2 separate regions of the Oryzias latipes genome follow, and region 1 is linked to region 2. Evidence: chromatin contacts called from public Hi-C data. All regions are on one chromosome and are shown on one strand. Each heading gives the region's core, a stretch centred on a gene start, on an enhancer-like site or on the middle of the called end of the contact. The rest is flanking DNA. Distances are from core to core; before and after follow the strand shown. Region 1 holds the start of fastkd2 (FAST kinase domain-containing protein 2, mitochondrial). Region 2 overlaps LOC101163063 (ras-associated and pleckstrin homology domains-containing protein 1).

Region 1 (5,932 bases), core at 1,645-4,144, 37 kb after region 2:
TCGTGTTTAAATTCGCAGCTAGCTAGTAAAAGGGAGAAATTCAAGATGGCGGCCTCTTTCTGAGGTCAAAGGTCAACGAAAACGGTTGTGGTTTTAAAAATTTTGTGGAGATCGCTAGCAAAAGTTTTCACTTCCCGTATTGTGAGAAAATGAGAAAATCGCCAAATGTCACACTTTGACCACAAAGCGGCTGCCAAGTTGTAGGTCCTCTCGCCATCCCATAATAATTCCTTTGGATATTGCATTAGTGGATGTTTAGCACCTTTAACAGATTTGACCTCATCCATTTTTTGATGGTTTCTTCCGCTGTGATGTCATCGTTTTTAAGGAGGGGGGGGGGGGGGGGGGGGGGTCGTTCACTATGTAAAAAAAAAAAAAATCATTTTAAGCGGGCGCTAGGCGTGGTCAGCATTTTGAGTTTGCTACACCGGTTAAATATTCGCTCAAAGTCGCAGAAAGATAAGTGAATTGCCAAAAAGCCTCTGGTCCGTCAGTCTGGGAAAAACCCAAAGCCGAGCTTCTGCGGACCGGCCCACCTGAAGAGGGACGCTCAGCCGCGCTCCTCTGCAGGAGCCGCTCCAGGAGCGCCGGCGGGAAATGACCCATCAGGCACAGACAGTACGCAGACTTTAACAACTCCAGCCCCGACATCCGGGGCAGATACGAGTCCAACGCACGGCTGACGCTCTCCAGAAACCTGCAGCGGAGAGATTTCTCTGTAAGTTCTCCCGTCAGGATGGAAACCTGTGTTTGGTTTGGGATTGTTTTCTTTAGAAAAACATACATCTTTAGAAAACTTTAGGCTTTTATGCTACATTTTTACACAATCAAAGCATCCAGGCACGACCGGTCACAGACGTACGGGTTTCTGCGATGCTGCAGGTCAAAGTTCAGGTAGGAGTACACCTTGACCACACACAGCAGATCTCGGAGAGTCAGGGCGTCCGGGTCGGCGATCACCTTCTCCGCGTAGGCCTCCATGAGGGCAGCGGGGGCGAAGGTGGCGTTCTCAAACGCAGACAGGAAGAGGAGCAACTAAGCACAAAAAAAAAACAGATTATTGAACAAATATACAGATGATTGGAAGAAAGGCAGAGGCAGGAGGGTTTTTTTTTTTTTGGTCACCTGTTTGTTGCTCCAAAGGTCCAAATTGGAGGCGATGTAGTCAGAAATCCCCGTGAAGAGGACGGTGTCTCTGTAGGACAGCTCCCTACAGGACAGGAGGACTCGGTATAGCGGGTTGAATGGGATGCCGTGAAGGTCGTCTACCGAAGGCAGACGATAAAACAAGTTAAAAGAGAATCATGAGGACAAATAAAGGAACTTCTCCCTCTGTTTGTACCCAGGATTTTCTTGCTGCAGACCTGCAGGAGGGGTTTGGAATAGAAACCCATGGTCGCCATGGTAAAGATCATGTATTGGGCGTTAGGAAGGGTGAACTTGTGCGCCATCGACAAGGCTTTCAGCTGAAAAACGTTTGGAAAACGGTTTACAAGTCAGGACGATGAGTCCGTTGGAAAACGTAAGCTCACCTCCAGCTTTGATTTGAGCTCTTGTGGGGCATCTTTTCCCAGCAGGCGCATCATGGTCTGCAGAGCAACAACCCCCTTGATCCGGGGAAGCTGGACTTCAACCACCAACCTGCGACGCGGCGGCAAAACTCTGTGAGCTCTGAGAGTTAAACGGAGACTCCTGTGTTGCTGCGTTCCGTACCTCATGCCCTCTTTCAGCGCGTCGACGTTGGGACTGCTGTCCATCTGCTCCAAACAGGAGGCCAAAATGGACAAACTCTTCTCATCAAAGTCGTTCAGCTTTTCCTGTTGGTGGTAAAAACACCTCAAGTCAGACGCTAAAACAGCAGAACTGCACTCTGGGTTTGTCGACGGCTCACCTGGCAGGTACGCAGCAGAGTCTGGACCACACGACTGCGCTCAGGAACGCCCAGACTGACCGCGCTCAGGAGAGTGTAGGCCAAGTTGGCGTGGTGCATGCCCGCCGCAGATCCCATCGCTCGGTGGAGAAGCTTGTCAAACTCCGGGTGCTGGAACGTCAGCCGGAGCTCGTACCGCCGCTGCTCCTCCGACATCTTTTTGGTGGACGACCACATGTGGGCCAGGCAGTGGCTGACCTGCCGGACCGTGGGGGGGTGTTTACAGGTGAGGTCCAGCACGTCTGAAGGGGAGCTGCAGGACTGCAGGAGCTCCTGGAATCCAGCCCCCCTGTGCCTCTCATCTGAGGCCGTCCCGTCGGAGTCGGGCGGGGATGCGGAGTGTTCGGTTCCCTCCAGCTCCCTGCTGCGCCTGCCGCCGTCATGACAACGGAACCTAACAGTTCTACCCGCGTGCCAGGAAAGAGGCGCAGAACCCCAAGAGCTTTTGGTGCGCTGTTCATAAGATGATGCGACTTTACAGGGCGCAGATGCCAGGAAACGCCTCTGTTGCCATAGAAACGAGGGGCGACAGGCGCGCAGGGTCAACCTCATGAGCTCCCCTGTCACGAGGGCAGACATGCTGCTCTGTAGGACTACCACACTTGAAACATGACTCAGCAACATTTAACCAAAGTTATTTTAAACTCTCCATGCTTATGTTTGCGGCTCCGATTAAACAAATGTACCAGCAAAATGTTTCAGTTACAAAAATTTTGTATGAAGAAGTTCCAACATTTGAGCACTAACAAACAAGAAGGTCAAATAACTATTTGTGAGGCAAAATGACTCGTTTGTTTTAGCTTCTTTAAAAAATTTAAACCCACAAATTGTTAAATTAAAGTTAAAGTTATTTACCACATCAAATAACGCAGAAATAGGGGTAAATATTTGAAAATAAAAGCCGAAGTTAGCTTGCTCGTGCGCGTTTCTGTTTGGTCCGTCGTCGTAAAATGTCCCCTGACGCACAAGACTTCCTGACTCACCAAATAAAACAAAATACCACACTATAGTAAACCTTTTGAAAATCAAATATGACATTTTTATCAATGATTTTGATCCACAATACTATATAAAAGAAAAAAGAAAATATTTTTTTGAGCGCGCGGACACAATAAAACGTAACATCTCATGTTTCCTAGCAACCGACGCTTCCACATCGATGGCAAAATTTGTGGTGGCTGGTAAATAATAATAAAAGAAAACTAAGGAAAGATTTTTCTTTCTCTAATTCTTAAACAGGTTAATAGTTTTCACTCTTCTAGGTAAAGCAGATTGCCCCTTTTATGCTGAGGCGGAACGTTTGGCAGACACACTGCAACGATCTCTGCCGAACTTCAGGGCCCACAAAATCTGCGTTCTGCCTGATGAATGGGAGGTAGGGAAATACAATGATGACTTCAAATAAACCTGATTTTTTTGTGAATTTGCTTTAAATACATTAATGGATATGTTTGTGTTTTCTTGCTCCTAACAGGGATGGCTGGATGGCACCTGCAGCAAAAATGGATGGAAACATGAGGAGTCTCCTCTGGTTTGGAGAGAGCTGGTGGAACAGGGGGGGAAAGGTTTGCTTCTGGGGGGCTTGAGTGACTTCCTGAACCACTGTCAGGTAATGACTGTTATTTTTTGTTTCTTTTTTAATCTAAATTTGTCTTTTGGACTGAAACCAACTGCCATATTTAGGATTACTACGGCGTGTCATCAGACGTAAACCCAGACATGATGCTCAGTGTTGCAGCAGAGAACCTGGAGACACAGATCAAACTTCTCCAAGAGGAACAAGATCATCTCAATCTCGTTAAACCCATTCACGTGTGGATAACCGGGTGGGTTTCAAAGCCCAAAATGAACTGGTTTTAAACGTTTCAACTGACTGATTTGATGTCCTTGCAGGGCGGCCAGCCACACGTCCCGGATCTTGATTCCTAATTTGCTCTCTGCTGAGATTTTCCCCAAAGCTCCTGCTGTCAGCCTCCACCTCCTGGATCTGGATGAAAACGAGGAAGAACTGCAGAGGCTGAGAGAGGAGACCCAGAGCCTGGCTCTGAGCATGCTCCGTCGGGTATGCCACCGCTGGAGTTTTCATCTCTTTATTTTATTCCAAAGAAATAAAACCTGAGGCCTTTTCCAGGTGACGGTTCACACGGATCCGCAGCAAGCTTTCAGAGAAGCAGACGTCATCGTTCTCTTGGATGACACAAATGGAGGGAGGAGAGGAGAAGGAGAGGAGGAAGAAGAAGAGAAGCAGGAAGTGAAGAGTGTTTGTAATCGCTACAGAGAGTTTAGTCGACTCATTGACGCTAAGGCCAACAAGCAGGTGAAGGTGATCGTGTCCGGCGACTCCCACGTCAACTTGAGATGCTCGCTGCTCGTGGAGGGTGCACACTCCATCGACAGCCACCAGTTTGTTGCCGTGGCAACGCAGCTGGAAAACGAAGCCCGAGCTGTGGTGGCAGAGAAACTGGGAGTGAGGCCGACGGGTATTTATTTATTTATTTTTGGCTGGTTCATTTCCGCATTAGGTTCTTTTGAGAAAGTGTTGATCGACTCCTTAATCTCGTAGAGGTCACAGAGGTCATCGTGTGGGGGAACATCAGTGGCCTTTCCTATATCGACCTGCAGAGAGCAAAAGTCTTTAACTTTCAGGGACCAATCAAGGGGCCGGCCTTTTTTCCCCAACCCATCTCCAGGATTTTACCTGACAGGTTTGCCTCCACCATTCAGCTTCTTGTTCATCAGAAACAAACAAACAAACAAAGGGGTCACCTCTGTCGCAGGAAATGGTTGGAAACAAACTTGCAGGATCTGGTGCGTCGGCGGCGTGACGCCGTGACTTCGAGGACTGGTCAAGCGGCCTCCGCCTCCGCCGCCAGCGGGATCCTCCGAGTCCTGAAGGCTTGGCACGCAGGGGGAGGTCCAGACGAGATCATGTCTGCTGGGGTGCACTGCTCAGGTCAGGAGAGAAAGCCCAAAAGCCTGGAGGTTTGGTGGGCTGAGACGTGACTGCGTGTCCGCTTACAGGCCTTTTCAACCTCAGAGATGACATCATCTTCTCTGTTCCGGTCACGTTCGAAGGAGGGAAATGGTCCATGGTGTTGGATGTGACCGTCGGAGATGGGCTGATGAGGAGGCTGGAGCTCTGTGCGGACGAGCTGTGGCGAGTACGGCCTCCTTCACAAATGACCTGCACAGGCCACACAACCCCCCACACACACACACCCAGGGGCAATTTAGACTCTGCAATTACCCTATGAAGCATGTTTTTGGGACGGCGCCCGAGGAGAGCACGCAAACTCCGCACAGAACGAGTCGAGGGTTGATAAGAGAGAACTGCAATTAACAGGAGGAATTTCAAAATAAGTGCACGAGTTTCAAATCAAATTCAGTACAAAACTGGAGCTTATTATTTGCTCAAATAATCAAAAAGGAACAAAAACACGTAGATTATTAGAAATGTTGTAGTAAATGAGTCGTTATGCATCAGTTATTTTCTAACAAAATGAAAGTTTCAAACTGCATGTCTGAGTATTTCTTCATACAAATCACTGCGAATCAGGAGCAGATGAAAAAATGCAGTTTGGAAAAGATTGTGTTTGTGATGTAAAAATTACGCCGGGCGGGGGCCACCAGCTCCACGGTCCTAGCCCTAAGCAACAGGGAGGGGAAGGGGGGCGGTCCCACCCACAGCTCAGAGGTGAATTTCTGCAGAAACGACATCCCAGAATAATCCTAACTGAAAGACCACAGGGGGACACTTTAAAATAGAAGAAAAGGTGTCTCATTCTCACATTTTCTTTCTTTTATTCTTCAGGAGAAACAACATGAACTGGAAAGCCAAGGAGAAAAACGTGACTGAAGAGAGATTTCTTTCAGTTTGCTCTTTTATTCTTTCACATTTAAAGATGCAGTTTTCCAGTTTTTTGACAGCAGATCTTTCCCCCCTTTTTTTAAATTTTTTTTTTTTTTAAAACTCTTTAGAACAGAATCGTCAGACCTAAAAGT
Region 2 (6,556 bases), core at 3,880-6,379:
CACCACCAGACAAAGGTGGTGTGGAGATCTGCAACACAGAGGACGCCGGATTGTGGACTAACATTTATGCCACCACGCTGCACACAAACCGTTCTAAACTGCAAATAAAAATAATTTAAAAAAATTTGCTTTCAGAATTTTTTTTTGTGCTATCAAAACTTTTCTTCAAAATAATGTTTTGCTTTTCCTTTTTTTTTCCACTTTGTTTTGGCTTTCAAAATTTTATTTTTTTGCCTTTCAAAAACCTTTTTTTTCCAGATTTTTTTTTTTGTTAGAATCATCTAGAGACCAATCAACAGGCTGTTTGATGGCTGCCATGTCACGCTAAACTGAAACTTATGTGAGCAAAATCAAAGATAGGAAAAAGGCGAGATGAGACAAAACGGACGCGACATTAGTTTTGCAAATGCAACAATATTTTTTGAAAGCAAAGAGAAATTTGGAGGGGGGGAAGCAAAAAAAAATTGAAAGCAGATATTTGTTATTATCATTTGCAACTTAGAAAGTTTTGTGTGCAACGTGGTGGCATAAGTATTGCTCCATAGCGGATTGACCCGCTGATTGGGGAAAATGCAGCCTTTTTATGTTAAAAGGTGATAAGAGCACGCCCTCTGGTGGACAAAAGAGGAACCTTTAAACTACATCAGCTAATTTCGAACCTAACAAAGGAACCGGTGGAGGAGAAACCCCAGAAAAAAAAAGACTGGAAGAACATTTTCTCTTTTAATTTTTATCTTTTCTTAAAGGATTTATTCCAGAGGAGCTTGTGGAATAATTTGAAGGAAAGTAAATTTAGTTAAAAAATACTACACATTAAATAAACTGAAAATTTCTGGAAAATGTAAAAATTGGAAATAAAATGCTATTTTCTTTAACACTTGTGTTCGAGTGTATAATGATTATATGGATGCATAAACCTTCTTCTACCCGCCTTAACCTTTTTATATCTATTATGTGTCTTTAACCATTTTATTTTGAAAATATCAAAGTTTGAACAAAACATTGAAAGTCTAATCAAACAAGGACACTGATGAACTCCTAGGAGAAAACAAAACATCCCATCATGCATCACTGCCAGCAGTGTGGTTTTGCTGTTTCCTGTCACCTTCCTTGTAAAATCAGTGGGGAAAAATAGGGGTGAGTAAATTGCTTTAGCAAACCTAAATGACTGACTAAACTCACAATAATGCTAATGAGCTGACAGGGGACGATAGTGAATGTTTGCAAATCTAGACGGGGAGAAGCGAAAAGGTGCGAGATAGAGCAGCTGAAAGCAGCTGATGGTTTAATAACACGCCGCTGATGGATGCCTTCCTGCTCTGCTCTGGCGCACTCATCCAACACACGGGGGACTTCTGAGGGAGGTGGAGTCCCAGAAGGAACGTAACCTCAAATCAAAACGAGCTTTCTCCCCAATGAGTTTGGGAGCCAGAACAGGAAATGGCCTGAATGTGCAAAATTCCTCCTTCTGACCCAGCAGCTGTCCTTTGGTTTATCCCTTCCATCTTAAAAAACAGGAGGAGTGCAACAGGAGGAGGAGGAGTTCCTGGAGCTAAAAGAAAAATGAGGTCCCTCGCCTTCACTCCATCTTCCACAAAAGCTCAAAAGTTAGAGGATTTCTCACAGCTGTTATCGTTTCTGCAGATGCACGCTCTTACATGTGGCTGGACGCGGGTCGGAGACATGAATTTGAGGTTTTCTGAGCATGAGAAGTATCCCTGGTGTAGGAGCTTATTCAGAGCAGCGATTATGAGATCTGCATGAACTCATCCCCCTCTGTGAGGAGTGGAGGATCTGTGGTTTTTAACCCACAAAATCAGTTGAAGTGGGACAGTTGTAGTTCGCCATATAACCATTAGGGGGCGTTTACAAAGGAAAAGCATCTATTTTTTTTAAATTTAATCTTTAAAAATGAACATCTGGAATTTTAGGGACACATCTGGAAAAGATCAGAGTTTTTCAGCATTTGAAAACAGCTTCAACCCACATGCAGATCTGAAAAATATTTGAGTCCCACGACATTAGCTTAAAAAAATAAAAATAAAAAGGACCGGCAGTGATTTAAAACCAATGTGTGACGAAAGAGGAAACTGTAAGAACCGAACAATCCTCCACAGCAATCAATATCGTCAATATCTATATTATATGCCGGGTAAACGTTAAATAAATTGATAAAATGAAACAGAAGCGAAATCAACAACAACAAAAACAGAACCAGATGCTTCTCCAAAAACGCTCTGCTGCTGTCACTCTAATGGAGTTACAGCCTCAGCAGGACATTTTCTGCAGGTTTAAGTGAATTAACACCTGGGGCCCTGCTTTCAAGCTTCCAGAGGATGACCTGAGTGAGTGACACGGATGACAAGAAGCTCCCTGTGTGCGTGCATCCAAAAGCATTATCCCAAAACGAATGGCAGCCTTTGCTCTTTTCCCTTCATCACACTAAAGGGTCCTCATATCTCATCTGCCCGGCATTTGAATGTCCCCTGAGACCGCTGGGTGGCTCTGGGGTGAGAGCTGCAAGAATAAAAGGTTGTTTTTTTTTTGTTCTTTGCAGGACATTTAGTTTTAAAAATAGAGAATTGTGGAGTGAACACAGTTTAAAAAGAGGAGGCAAACGGAGTCTGAAGAGCTGCTTGTTTTCTGTTCAGATTGTTTACTTCGGTGTGAAAGTTGCGTTGTCCAAGCCTCTCAGAGAGGCCCAACACAGGAAGCATGATACTGTCCAACACAGAGCAGCAGAGGGGCCCCACCATCTCTGATGGAGCAGCCAGAGGTCTGTGGGAAAGAGGACATGAGGATGCAGGGGGCGATCTGGGACGTCCATCCTCTTTGAGGCACCGGGACGATCCCACGGAGACACATTCGACGTGACTGAGCCTCGACATTTCCGGAAATGAGAGTCGTGACCGTCTGCATGAACTAGAATGGAGGTTGAAGTACAGGAGGAATCTTCTCACATGGATGACGTGTTTTTGAAGTGGTTTTGTGCTTGAAAAGAAAGGTTCCTGAGGAGGTTCAAGAGGCGTCTTTAGCCACTAAGATTTAAAAAAAAAGAATAAAAGATTCATGTCAAGTTGAGCTGAGAAAATGATTTTGTTTTGTTTGTTTATTTGGGACGAACCGATCTGAATGTTATTGGAACGTTAGAGACCCTGTCAATCATAAAGCTACGCCCTCGCACTCAACCAGAAGAAAAAAAGAAATCAATAAATCAGGCAAATGATTATAAATATTTAATATATCCGCTCAGACAAAGGAAGCTCCTAGAATGTTTTTGTTTAAGTCGCAAGGTTGCAAAAAGCCCTAGTGGTTACTTTGGTGAACTGCACCTAACTTTATCAAACAAGCTTTACTTTGGCATTAAACGGGTGCTGACAGAGTAAAATAATATCTAAACAACAATAACTTCTCCTCTTTTTATGTAAGTTGCATTATATTGTTGTAATGCCAGCAAATTTCAAAATAAAATGCATGTGGTGCAGTGTGGAGATCGTTTTTCTTAACAGGTACTTTAAATGTGGGTTTATAATAGTTTGCACGCTTTATATTTGGCCTTTTGTACTTCTGAATTCTGTGTTAAGTGGTTAACTGGTGAATAGTTAAATAGCAATTTTCTACCTGGCTTTAAGGCGGTAACACCCACACATTCACACTGGCACCCACCTACAACCACCAGGGGCAATGCGGGGTCTTGACACAGAACCTCCAATCGTCCGATCAGAGGTTGACCGCTCTACCACTGCACCACAGACGCGCAGAAGGTGTTTTCCACTAAAATTGTTGGGTAGACTTGGTTGAATAAAATAGGGCAAATTCCAAAAAGTCGGGTTCGCTTTTATGCTGAAATCTTCCCGCAGTAACAACAGCTGGTCATTTGGGGGCAGTGTTGCCTAAAACGAGACCTGATTGTAACAATTAAAAGTCCGCTTGTCCGATTGCATCAGTAACTCATTACTACTAGATTTATTTTTCCTATACTAGAATTTATTTTGTTCTTGGGCCCAAGATTTTTGTAGAAATGATTCATTTGTGCACAATTTTCAATTTTGTACTGCAAGATTTTGTGTTTGCATTCATGAACCAGTTATTTTGCAGACATGTTCCAAGTGGGCTGGAAAAAAAACAACCTACTGTAGACAAAAACGACATGGATTCAAAAAGCTGGAATGTAAATCACCCTCTAAATTTGGAAATGTAGAAATTCAAACTAATTTTACAGCCACAATAGGTTACGTTAAACAACCCTGGTTTTTTTTTTTTCTGCATCAGGACAACGGTTTCCAACCCCGGCTTGCGGACCGGAACCGGGCCGTGGGTCATTTAGTACCGGACCGCACGGAAAGAATAAATAACTTACATTACTTCCGTTTTATTTATTTCAGAATCTGAAAGATGTTTTATTTTGAAAAATTACCTGATTCTCTGTTACATCCGTCTATGTCACTCTTGGCGCAGGCCAAGACGCTTTTCTCGGTCACGTGATAGGATACCGCTAAAATAAAACCCGGGAGCTAGCAAAATGAATAAAAAACAAACGTTTTGGGAAAGTTTCTTGCCAGGAGACAGAAGAAGAGCCTTCGACTTCCAAAAAACAGAAAGCAACATTTAATAGACAGTTCTATTTTGCACCATGGGTGTGGGAGGGGGAGAGGATGATGACACCTGTGCGATGTACAAAGTCATGCGTGTCAAAATAAAAGCTCAGAGTTGGTCTGGTCACGTCACTGTTCCTCCTTCATCGTAGCACTGCTACAATAATCATCCGCCACACTTTAAAGAGCAGTTCGTGAAAACATCGTCTGACATCATGCTGGTCCGTGGCGTTAAAAAGGTTAGGGATCGCTGCATTGGGAAACTGATTTCCCGTATTTGCATCAAGACTCTGCCTGAGAGTTTTTGTCACGTTATATGGTCAAAACTGTAAGCACGGCGAGCAGCTGAGGGCAAAGCCATCGAAGCACCGAAAGAGTCCACTCAGAGGCATCGACCCCACTGCTCCGTTTGAGACGAACGCACGAATAAAAAGATAAGCAGACAAAGCCTCGTGAGCAATTTGCATTTAACACAAAGAGAAGGGGAGCATGAAATTATCTCAAAGGACAGATTAAGTCTACTTGGCTGGCTCCTCCCTAATTCATTTTCATGATGGGGACAGAGTGCTGTTGTTGGGTTGATTCACATTCAGCTGTGGGTGAGACAGACATGCCGGTTTAATGGTTCTGCAAGCAGCTCACATACTTGGTGCCATTGTTTCAAGCACCTCAAAGTGTTGTTGCTTGAATATCTGTAGAGACGTGGAAGGAATACCAACCGGTTGTCTTTTGGTCCTCTTAAAAAAAAAAAAAAGGTCCTCAAGATTCCAGCCATCCCAAACAGATCTGGGGAGTCCAATCCATCAATCAGAAAGATCCTTGTGTCTTTAGCATACCAGCATTCAAAATTCAGTTGTTGAAAAGCTCTAAAACATCTGGGTTACAAATATAGGCTTTCACACTTCAATGGAAACAACCAGTGCTCCATTGCTTTATAACCATCACTGTGGACGCCCCCACTCCGTTTTAAACAACCACAGGATAAAATACACAGCCAAAGCACACTCATGTCTGTAAAAACCCCAGTGTCCTTCCCTCCAAGCTAGTGAATCGTTTGTATGAATCGTTGAAGTGTATTTATGGAAATGTCTGTAACTATTCATCTAAAAATATTCACCCCACGTTTATTTTTCTGCCAACATTATCCAAAACAGAGAAGAAAAGACAAGAACATCTGCTTCTTAAGGTTGTAGTTAAAGAGGGGTAAACTTTGTCTGTCGCTGGACAGAAAATAGGGATTAGGAAATTTTGTGGGACACAAATGGTCCCAAGAGACTTTAGCTGCAGATGCAGTGAACACTTATCAAGTGGCCCATTTGTGCTCAAACTGGGGTGGAAAAATTCAAAGCTGTGTTTGACTGTTTTTCAGAGAAACTGGAAGCTTTTCCTGACTTCTGAGAGTCTCTTTAAAAGGGAGGTTGAGTGCTGAGACATGCAAATATGAAAAACAAATGTAGCCTCACATCAATTCCCTTCCAGGACAGTGGTCAGAATCCAGTAGTGGAAGGTCTGGTTAATCCACAATCATCTAAAATGGTTCACAATTGGTAAAATAAAAAGTTTTAATTAGCCTTGATCTAGCAAATTATGAAGTAAATATTAGAGAGAATCGGGAAACACTTTGAACAAAACTGCTCAACAGTTTCTTCATAGTTTTTGTCGGGAGACAGAAAGTTTGACCCTTGGGATCGAATTAATCAAGACACATCTTCTGTTTCCACCATTATAATATCATTAATGCTTCAGCCCAACAGCTAAATATTCATGTGACTTCCTGTTTTCTTAAATCTTTTCTTGCCCCATTTTTTCCGCTTGGCTGTTGGTACTTTGTAGGTAAAAGTCATTTATTGTTGCTTGACAGAAGATTGCAAGCTTTGAAGAGGAATCTGCCGTTTTCTTTTGTCATAATGACCTTCAGTCAATCAACAGGTTTCAACAGTAGCTCCGTCCCAACTGGTCTG

The links. A called contact is a pair of places that touch in the nucleus more often than the background predicts.
Region 1: a Hi-C map of embryo shows a contact between it and region 2, with 2.1 times the contacts expected there. The contact joins the promoter of fastkd2 here to the enhancer-like site in region 2. A contact is called at or near these places in 2 of 5 Hi-C or Micro-C datasets (embryo and fibroblasts).

The regions. Positions count from the first base shown.
Region 1 is chr2:22,092,620-22,098,551 of ASM223467v1, forward strand. It overlaps fastkd2 (FAST kinase domain-containing protein 2, mitochondrial), which reads right to left and starts at 2,895. Exons shown (of 11, transcript XM_004066717.4): 1 at 1,892-2,895; 2 at 1,714-1,817; 3 at 1,533-1,641; 4 at 1,343-1,466; 5 at 1,126-1,265; 6 at 863-1,035; 7 at 537-697. The coding sequence starts at 2,554. mdh1b (putative malate dehydrogenase 1B) reads left to right here and starts at 3,048. Exons shown (of 10, transcript XM_020709085.2): 1 at 3,048-3,111; 2 at 3,193-3,305; 3 at 3,405-3,539; 4 at 3,614-3,756; 5 at 3,824-3,992; 6 at 4,062-4,410; 7 at 4,494-4,635; 8 at 4,708-4,883; 9 at 4,952-5,087; 10 at 5,742-5,932. The coding sequence starts at 3,090. The coding sequence ends at 5,898.
Region 2 is chr2:22,053,237-22,059,792 of ASM223467v1, forward strand. The region is part of intron 2 of LOC101163063 (ras-associated and pleckstrin homology domains-containing protein 1); the gene reads right to left. Among protein-coding and RNA genes, the nearest start is that of LOC101175546, 24 kb to the left of the region's middle. Within about 2 kb of position 5,130, at least 1 of the 8 cell types and tissues checked has an H3K27ac peak or open chromatin away from gene starts, as enhancers often do. A contact at or near this core is called in embryo, where this site is marked.